Linked DNA regions of Mus musculus: regions 2 and 3 are each linked to region 1. Evidence: chromatin contacts called from public HiChIP or PLAC-seq data. All regions are on one chromosome and are shown on one strand. Each heading gives the region's core, a stretch centred on a gene start, on an enhancer-like site or on the middle of the called end of the contact. The rest is flanking DNA. Distances are from core to core; before and after follow the strand shown.

Region 1 (2,891 bases), core at 235-2,734:
GTGACAGCCTTGGTGGAAGAGTCAATCAAACCCTCCACCCCTCTAGCAGCCCTTTGCCAAGCATAGCCCTAAGTCCAGCCTTCAGCTTCTACCCTACACCATTCCTCAGGCCTGAGCACGGGAGAGACAAGATTTGAGCCACATCCTGGAAATGGAGAGGAGGCCCAGCAGACTGACTCATTTCAACAACCAGAGGAAAAAAACATGAATTTGCAAGGGCCTCCCAAAAAGCTGCTGCTCTGGGGACAGCAGGTCATTTTCAGAGAACCATCCAGAGGAATTCACTAGTTCCTGTTTCCTCTCAGAGACTCAAGTCTGTAACAGTTGGCATTCAGAGGACAGGGTGTGTAGGCCTGGGCTCTAGCATACCAGGAAGCCCAGGGTATTAGGATGATTAAGCACAAGGGCCATTTACCAAGTGCTCCATTTATGCCAGGTACAGACAGCATTAGGACAGCTGACCAGCTCATTCAGCCAGCCAAGGCAGCCAGGGGAAGTGGAGGATCATTTCCCTATCTCCATTTCCCCAATGCGGAAACTGGGCTCAGGAAGGGCCAATCAACAGCCACCCCATGATCAAGCAGCAGCAGACTCAAAGCCCTTGGCTCTAAGGACTGAAGAGACCCAAGTCTTAGTTTGCCAGTCTACGGGGCTGTGGGGGTAGAGGTGGATGACACCACCACCAGTCCAGTCCAGTCCACTGAGCCTCCAAGGTGTGGCTCCTGGGCAGAAGGGGCGTGGCTCCCCTCTCCCCAGGCCAACTGACTGGGAGGTGAGGGGGCGGAAGGGCAAGAATTTCCCGACTCTGAAGGTAGCTCGCAGGGTAGGGACGGAAGCAGGCCCCGCCGGGCACAAGAGTACTCACATCGATGTTTCTTAGGATGACGCACTTGCCATTGGTGTAGAGGAAATGATCGCCCTTGGGGTCTCCACCGAGGATCTTAGAGACGCCCCGCTCCACCTGGGGGAGGCTGGCGAACACCTTCTCTGGGGAGATACAAACCCGGCACGGTGCATGAGGGGCAATCCCGGCCTCGCGGGACCCAGGGAGTTGCAGTCAGTCAGCGCTGGGGGTCCCGAGCCGGTCACCTGTTGCCGCCTGCGGGCACGACCGGCGGACTTCCCGGGCGGCGGCGGTCAGGCCCCGGGGTCCCTCCCGCAGCTCGGCCGGCCCAGTCCACAACGCCCACTCCGGGGTCCCCGGCCCGCACCCCCGCGGCCGTGCAAGACCCCGGCCGCGCCCTCCCGCCTGCACCCGACCCCAGAAGCCGGCGGCCGCGCGCGGAGGCCCACGCACTCACTGATCTCGTACGGCATCCTCGCCCACTTGTTACGGCGCTGCGCTCGAGTGGAACCTCGCAGTGGCCGAGCCCAGGGACAGCGCGGAAGGCGGCGCCGGGCGTGCCGGGCGCGGAGGGGGCGGTCCGAGACCCGGCTCCGAGACCCGTACGCGCCTGCCCCGCGCGCTACCGCTGCGGACAACCCAACCCGGAAGCGCGGCCCCGGCGCGGCTCGCCCCCAGCTTTGACCATATATAGTCAAGCGCTCGGCTCGGAGGCTGCAGCCCCACGAGCCTGCGCGGACACCGCCCCGCCCCGCTTGCGGGCCCGCCCCGGAAGTGACGTGACGCGACCCGTGAAAAGGCGGCGCGGAGGGTTGTAGGTGCGGGGCGGGAGGGTTTTTTTTCTTGGGCTGTCTGCCTTTGCACCGGGAGCCTTCTTGTGGAGCAGATCTTTCTCGAGCTTTCCAACGCCAGCTTGGCGCCCCGGCTTGCAAAAGACTTGAAGCCACTGGGCGTATGGGGTTTTGTTTGTTTGCCTTTCACTGGGTATGTTTAGGAACTTCCCCGTCTCACTCCCTCTCCCTCCTGCATGAAACTTCCTAGTAGCAAAGAAGCCAAGAATAAAGAACTGTAATTCTTAAGGATGGCAGGGGTTGTTTCCTAACACGCTCTGGGGAGGGCGTGAGGGTGGAATTCTTTTCATGGAGAGGGAAAGAAAGCAAAACCTGGAATTTTCTGAGTCTCGCAGGTTTTGATTAGGGCAAGATGAAGTCCTCTGGTTACTTGATTGAAAAGTTCTGAAGCCCTAGTTGGAAACCCGGAAAGTGGGCTTTCAAAGGAGAGCTCTTAGGAATTTGCAGCAAATGAAAAAGTCCATTTCTGCTTTGGAGCCAGGTTTGTTAATTACCCTGCGGACCAGTCCCACCCCACTCTCCTGGTTCACCTGGACACCCACCTGATTCTCCTCTAGCTTATCTTAATCTTAACTGCCATCTAGTTAGCAGTTAAATGAATTTATAGCCTATAGGAGTGCCCAGGTTTCGTAGAGAAGAGTTTAAGTGTACTCGGTAGGTCCTGTGTGGGAACCTCAGTATTTTTTGAAAAGTCTGTTTTCCTTAGTACCTAGTCTCTTGTGCTGATAGACTAGTATTTTTAAGGTTCTATGAATGTTACCCCCTGCCCTCTGTGACCTTTTGTTTGCCAGGATTGCTTGTCTAGGGATCCCACCTGTTATGTTTTATATAAAAAAAGAAAAGAAAAGAAAAAGAAGCCAGGGATATGTTTGGTGGAGGTGCAGTATGTTGTGGGGGAAAGGGGTGCCTCTGAGGGCCCATCCTGAACTGAGGCATCCCCTCCCCCTGAGGTACCAGCCACAGAACAGTATAATATGGAAATAGCTTATTTAGGACATGGGGAGGAGAGTTGAGGGGATAGTAGAGACAGAAAGACAGAGTAGAGGCCAGCCATGAACATTTGGAGTTGGTTTGGGGGGGGGGGGCGGGGATCCGGAAGAAAAGGGACAGAAGAGGAAGGGAGCAAGAGAAGAGAATGAGGAAGGGGCAAGTAGCCCCTTTTATAGTGAGTCAGGCATACCTGTTTGTTGCAGGGA
Region 2 (2,891 bases), core at 132-2,631, 240 kb before region 1:
GTTGGGAACTTCTCTGTCGGGAGGAACCATGCTAGAATCTATCCAACCAAAAAGCAGAATGAGAACTCTGCTTGTGGTTGAGTGGAGGGTGGGCTTGTGACCAGGGCAGGTCAGTGCCTCTGAGGCTGGGATGGTGATACCTTAATGAAACCAGAGACAAGGCCACCAGCCACAGAGAGGAGAGGCACGAGTGAAGGATGACTGTCCAGTTCGCGCTCTGGCACGCGGACAGGTGGTCTGTCCGTCTCCCCCAGCAGAAAGATGGGAGCAAGGTGAAAGATGCAAAGGTATTGGAGGTTCAGATGCAAGGGCCCCAGGGAGATGCTCAAAGCGCAAGTGCTTCTGGGAGGAGGGCAAGCAGCGGGAACAGGAGGCAACACCTGCAGGGGAAGAGCAACCAACCGTCAGGTGCTTGCTTTCACTTCATCTGAGCTCAACACCACCAGGGAGAGAGGAACATCTCGAGACTTGTGTGTGAGAGAAGTGCTAAGGCCTGGGAACACTGCTCTCTCTCCACTCTTTCCCCACAGTCCTCCCCCGCCCCCACTTTCCCTCTCCAGGTTGGGTTCTTACAGTTTTAAGTTTCTGTGAAACACACTGAATCATCAGCCCCCTCCACCCCCTCCCTGCCCCTTCAGTAAATTGAGAACGTCTGAAATTAGGAAAGGAGAGAAAGGAGGGGTGATCTTGAGGAGGCCTGAGTCTCAGGCGTGAGGGGAGGAGGTGGGATTAGGGGATACTCTCACCGGATTACCTTCTGGGTGATTCTCTCAAATCCTTGCGCACCCAGGAAGGGGACCTTTTTGTCTCTCTTTCTAGGAGAAGAAACCAAGAACCAGAAAAGCTGAGTAGAGAATTCAGGGTCCTGTGACCCAGAATAGGGGTTTGGGATAAGGTTGTGACATCGAAGGCCTTCCCCTTATTCTCCAAGTCTGGTTTGTCTAGAGGCCTCTGCGATCCACTTCTTCACCCAGAGGTGGTCCAGGAGAGGCACCTGGTGTTTGGGAGAAGCCAGTTCCTGGGCTTGGGGCGAGGGTATGGCACCGAGGCCACTCTCGGATCTGTGTGTGGCCTCTAAAGTTGGAAGAAGACAGCAGAGTCACAATTCCAGGACGCAGGTGGGAGGGCGCGCGGGCCGCAGAAGCGTGGCTGATAGGAGCGGGCGGGCGCCCGTGCCGTGGCAGCCACCGCGCTAGAGAGATCGCCCGGTGCCCGCGACTCTGGACCCCGCCCCCGTTGGCGGCCGCTCTGCGTTTCTACGACTCAGAACCAGACGCAGCGGCAGCCGCCGTCCGGCGCGCTGCCGACAGGATCGGCCCGCGAGCACCGGTCGCTTCCTGTCCCATCCTGGGGACTAGAGGCGCGCAAGACTGATACCATTAAAGGATCCCAAGCAGTGCAGGGTGAGCGCCCCTCGGGTCTGGGGACGGTCAGCTGCAGGGCCGGGAGCACCCTCTGGGGTGCCCGATGGGGCCTTCCGCGGGGCGCAGGGGCGAAGTTGGGATCGCACGCAGTGAGCCCGAGCTACCCAGCGCGACATGCTGCCTCCTGGGCGCAATGGCACCGCACATCGGGCGCGGCTGGGGTTGCAGAGGCAACTGGCGCAGGTGGACGCCCCCGGGGGCTCAGCAGCCCCACTGGGACCCGCGCAGGTGGTCACCGCTGGCCTCCTGACTCTCTTAATCGTCTGGACCTTGCTCGGCAACGTCCTAGTGTGTGCTGCTATCGTCCGCAGCCGCCACCTGCGCGCCAAAATGACCAACATCTTCATCGTATCTCTGGCCGTCTCAGACCTCTTCGTGGCATTGCTGGTCATGCCTTGGAAGGCCGTGGCTGAGGTGGCCGGGTACTGGCCCTTTGGGGCATTCTGCGACATCTGGGTGGCCTTTGACATCATGTGCTCCACTGCTTCCATCCTGAATCTGTGTATCATCAGCGTGGACCGGTACTGGGCTATTTCCAGACCCTTCCGCTACGAGCGCAAGATGACCCAGCGTGTAGCCCTGGTCATGGTGGCCCTGGCCTGGACCTTGTCCATCCTCATCTCCTTTATCCCGGTCCAACTCAATTGGCACAGAGACAAGGCAGGCTCCCAGGGCCGAGAGGGCCTGCTGTCCAATGAGACACCCTGGGAGGAAGGTTGGGAGCTAGACGGGAGAACAGAGAACTGTGACTCCAGCCTGAACCGAACCTACGCCATCTCCTCGTCGCTCATCAGCTTCTATATCCCGGTAGCCATCATGATAGTGACCTACACGCGCATCTACCGCATTGCACAGGTTCAGATCCGCCGTATCTCCTCCCTAGAAAGGGCAGCTGAGCATGCTCAGAGTTGCCGGAGCCGTGGGGCCTGCGAACCTGACCCCAGCCTGCGAGCATCCATCAAGAAGGAGACCAAGGTCTTCAAAACCCTGTCCGTGATCATGGGGGTCTTCGTGTGCTGCTGGTTGCCTTTCTTCATCCTGAACTGTATGGTTCCCTTCTGCAGCAGTGGAGATGCCCAGGGCCCAAGGACTGGCTTCCCTTGTGTCAGCGAGACCACCTTCGACATATTCGTCTGGTTTGGCTGGGCCAACTCCTCTCTCAACCCCATCATCTATGCCTTTAATGCAGACTTCCGGAAGGTGTTCGCCCAGCTGCTGGGGTGCAGCCACCTCTGCTTCCGGACCCCCGTGCAGACGGTAAACATCAGTAATGAACTTATTTCCTACAACCAAGACACGGTCTTCCACAGGGAGATCGCTGCTGCCTATGTCCACATGATCCCAAATGCGGTGTCCTCCGGAGACAGGGAGGTGGGAGAGGAGGAGGAGGCGGAGGAGGAGGGGCCTTTCGATCACATGTCTCAAATCTCTCCAACGACCCCAGATGGTGACCTGGCTGCTGAGTCT
Region 3 (2,891 bases), core at 221-2,720, 190 kb after region 1:
CTGACCACGGAAGGACTGTCTGACGATGTGAATGGATGGAGGCTTGCTGGATCTTGTTCACAGAGCTTCCAAGGCCAAATGCCTGTGCTTCTCTGTTTCAGGAGCTGGTACAAATCATTTAAATTAACAGCAAAACAAAATGATTAAATTCATAAAAATCGATTTCATATGTATGAGTGCTTTGGTTGTGTGTTGTCAGTGTGTCACGTGTGTGCTGTGTCTGTGGAGGCCTCAGAGCCCCTGGGACTGAGCTACCATGTGGGTGCTGGGGATCAAACCTGGTTCCTCTGAAAGAGTAGCTAGTGCTCTTAATCTCTGAACCATTGCTCCAGTCCCACAAATGTGATTTTTAATGTCTTACCGAGGAGGTGGCAAAGGAGTCTGTGAAAGGAAACAGAACCAGGAGTTAAATTCACTATTTTTTGGGCAGGACCACTGATTAAAATTTTCCTCCTCCCCCTCCCCTCCCCTCCCCTCCCCTCCCCTCCCCTCCCCTCCCCTCCCCTCCCCTCCCCTCCCCTCCCCTCCCCTCCCCTCCCCTCCTCTGTTCTCCCCTCCCCTCCCCTCCCCTCCTCTGCCCTCCCTCCTCCTCCTCTCTTCTCCCCTCCCCTCCCCTTCCCTCCCCTCCCCTCCCCCTCCCCTCCCCTCCCTTCCCCTCCCCTCTCCTCCTCCTCCTCCTCCTCCTCCTCCTCCTCCTCCTCCTCCTCCTCCTCCTCCTCCTCCTCTTCTTCTTCTTCTTCTTCTTCTTCTTCTTCTTCTTCTTCTTCTTCTTCTTCTTCTTCTCCCTTCTTTCTTCCCCCAAATTCTCCCTTCTTTCTTCCCCCTTCTTCTTCCCCCTTCTTATCTTTCTTCCCCCTTCTTTCTCCTTTTCTTTCTTCCCCCTTCCTTCTTCCCACTTCCTTCTTCCCCTTTCCTTCTTCCCCCTTCCTTCTTCCCACTTCCCACTTCCTTCTTCCCCCTCTCCCCCCTCCCTTCTCCCTTCTCTCTTTTCTCTTCTCCCTCCTCCTCCTCTTCCTCCTCCTCTTCCTTCTTCTTCTTCTCCTCCTCCCCTCCTCCTCTTATTCTTTTGTTTAGGACCAGAGGACGGAGGACGAAGGAGCGAGGACTTATGCTTGCCAGGCAAGCACTCTACCACTGAGCTAAATCCCCAACCCCAGAATGTTTTGATTTACCAATGAAAAGGAAAAAATGATTGAAATCCCAGAACACGGTTTCCCAGTGACATTTAAGCTGCATCTTGCTGTGTCTGTATGTCTGCGCCTTTGAAGAGTAACAAGTACATTTTAATATTTTTCACTTACCTTGTTTATTTTTGTGTATTTGAATCCTAAAACATAAGACAGAGAAGACCATGAGCCCGGTGGAAAACTGGAAAATGTCATCAAATACTCTGGAAAGGACTCTGGACAGCTCAAGCGCGGTGGAGAGCTGGTCTCTGGCAGGTCTTGCCCTTCTCTCCTTTCCCTTTGTCTTGCTAAAACCCATTAGATTACATTCCTAAAGCTAGCCACCAGGGTGCTTTCCCTTCCCTGTTCACTTCCTCCTCCTGAGGCGGACTACCAAGGTCTAGCTATCAGAGCCCCCTCTGGCTCACCCAGTTAACATGCCCAATTAAAATTAAACACATCATAACAGTGTTTGCCATTTTACCTTTATAAACTGTTATTTTTCTATGTGCCACATTTGCCTCCTCTCTGTCCTCTGTCTCCCAGTGACAAATACCCCTCCTCCCTCTTGCTTGTTTCCTTCTGCTTCTTTCTTATCCTCTTTTTTTCTGTCTTTGTCTCTTATTCCCTGGCCTCTGTCCCTTTGGGCCAAATAAATGTCCTAAGTGCTGAGAACTTGGTCTTGGGGGTTGTGAGCCAATTCTTTTCCTTTCAATGCTTACATATGCTTCTATAGAAACCACTCCTATATTCAGTAAGATTGACGGCACTCTTAATGATACTTATTGGGATCTGATCAGTTGCCAGGCATGATGCTGAACCCTTTAGTGTAGGGATCTATTGCATTCCCACCCACCCTATCAGAATGAAGCATTTAAGATGCGGGGAAATTAAACATTCCACAAGCTAGAGAAACAGAAGCAGATCACTGTGAGTGGTGTGACTCTTAAGGACCCACGAACATCACCCTCTCACTATCCCTCATCCTTACTCTTGGAAACCACCTTGCACTTCCTGCTACTATGAGCTATGCAGTTTCACGTTTATCTATGTGACTGCGTGCAGCATTGCATCTGTCTGTGTCTTTGTCTCACCCAGTGTATTGTCTCCAGACCCATATATGTAGTCACAAATGGTAGGCTTCCCTCCCTTGTGGGACTGAGTAAAACTCCATTGTATAGATGTATACTGTCTTTTTACCCAGGCAGGACAGACAGATTGCTTCCATGGTTTGCTTTATGGATAATGCTGTAGGGAGATGGAGTGGACATGGCTCTTCAAGATCCTAACAATGCCTTGGATGGATACGACAGGTTGTATTCTTGGGTTGCAGGATCTGATTTTACGTTTTAGAGGAAATACTATACTGTATACTGAAACACTATGCCCAGATGACTATGCCAGCATGAGTTCTTGCCAACAGCAGGCACTGCCCTGCACCTTGTGATGTCACTTTAGATGGGGAGCTCATACTTAAAGCATCCTTCCTCATTCTAGGAAGCTTTCATAGTAAGCATGGTAGACCTTCCTGATGCCACGTGTGTCTATTCTGTGTCTCTATTAGAATTCTGGGCTTTCTCAGGCATTGTTTAGTATTCTTGCCACTCTCGTAAAATTTTAGTAGTAATTCTATGAACAACAGCAACAAACCACAGGTGTCCAGCGCGTGGCCTCGGGCTGCTTGTGGTACAGGGTAGCTTGCTATGTTGCAGTGTCATGCGACAT

Evidence for each region. HiChIP or PLAC-seq counts read pairs in DNA pulled down with a chosen protein or histone mark.
Region 2: a contact with region 1 is called in an H3K4me3 HiChIP or PLAC-seq map of the 230-238 cell line, with 21 read pairs. The contact joins the promoter of Drd5 here to the promoter of Wdr1 in region 1. A contact is called at or near these places in 17 of 39 promoter capture datasets (the 3T3-L1 cell line, the C10 cell line, the HPC-7 cell line and 12 more), 3 of 15 datasets of contacts at CTCF or cohesin (the G1E-ER4 cell line, embryonic stem cells and large pre-B cells), 14 of 484 Hi-C or Micro-C datasets (the AML12 cell line, CD4 T cells, CD8 T cells and 10 more), 42 of 115 datasets of contacts at active chromatin or transcription factors (the 230-238 cell line, the HPC-7 cell line, the SCID.adh cell line and 27 more) and 4 of 9 other capture datasets (adipose tissue, embryonic stem cells, liver and 1 more).
Region 3: an H3K4me3 HiChIP or PLAC-seq map of embryonic stem cells shows a contact between it and region 1, with 15 read pairs. The contact joins the enhancer-like site here to the promoter of Wdr1 in region 1. A contact is called at or near these places in 1 of 39 promoter capture datasets (cranial neural crest), 6 of 484 Hi-C or Micro-C datasets (cerebellum and embryonic stem cells), 5 of 115 datasets of contacts at active chromatin or transcription factors (all in embryonic stem cells) and 1 of 9 other capture datasets (pancreatic islet).

The regions. Positions count from the first base shown.
Region 1 is chr5:38,560,215-38,563,105 of GRCm38.p6, forward strand. It overlaps Wdr1 (WD repeat domain 1), which reads right to left and starts at 1,485. Exons shown (of 15, transcript NM_011715.3): 1 at 1,302-1,485; 2 at 866-987. The coding sequence starts at 1,317.
Region 2 is chr5:38,318,128-38,321,018 of GRCm38.p6, forward strand. It overlaps Drd5 (dopamine receptor D5), which reads left to right and starts at 1,382. Exons shown (of 1, transcript NM_013503.3): 1 at 1,382-2,891. The coding sequence starts at 1,539. It overlaps Gm26560 (a long non-coding RNA gene), which reads right to left. Exons shown (of 8, transcript XR_868375.3): 6 at 755-815; 7 at 141-380.
Region 3 is chr5:38,751,466-38,754,356 of GRCm38.p6, forward strand. It overlaps Clnk (cytokine-dependent hematopoietic cell linker), which reads right to left. Exons shown (of 19, transcript NM_013748.3): 9 at 1,302-1,327; 10 at 362-381. Among named protein-coding and RNA genes, the nearest start is that of Gm22779, 53 kb to the left of the region's middle. Within about 2 kb of position 1,471, at least 5 of the 459 cell types and tissues checked have an H3K27ac peak or open chromatin away from gene starts, as enhancers often do. A contact at or near this core is called in embryonic stem cells, where this site is marked.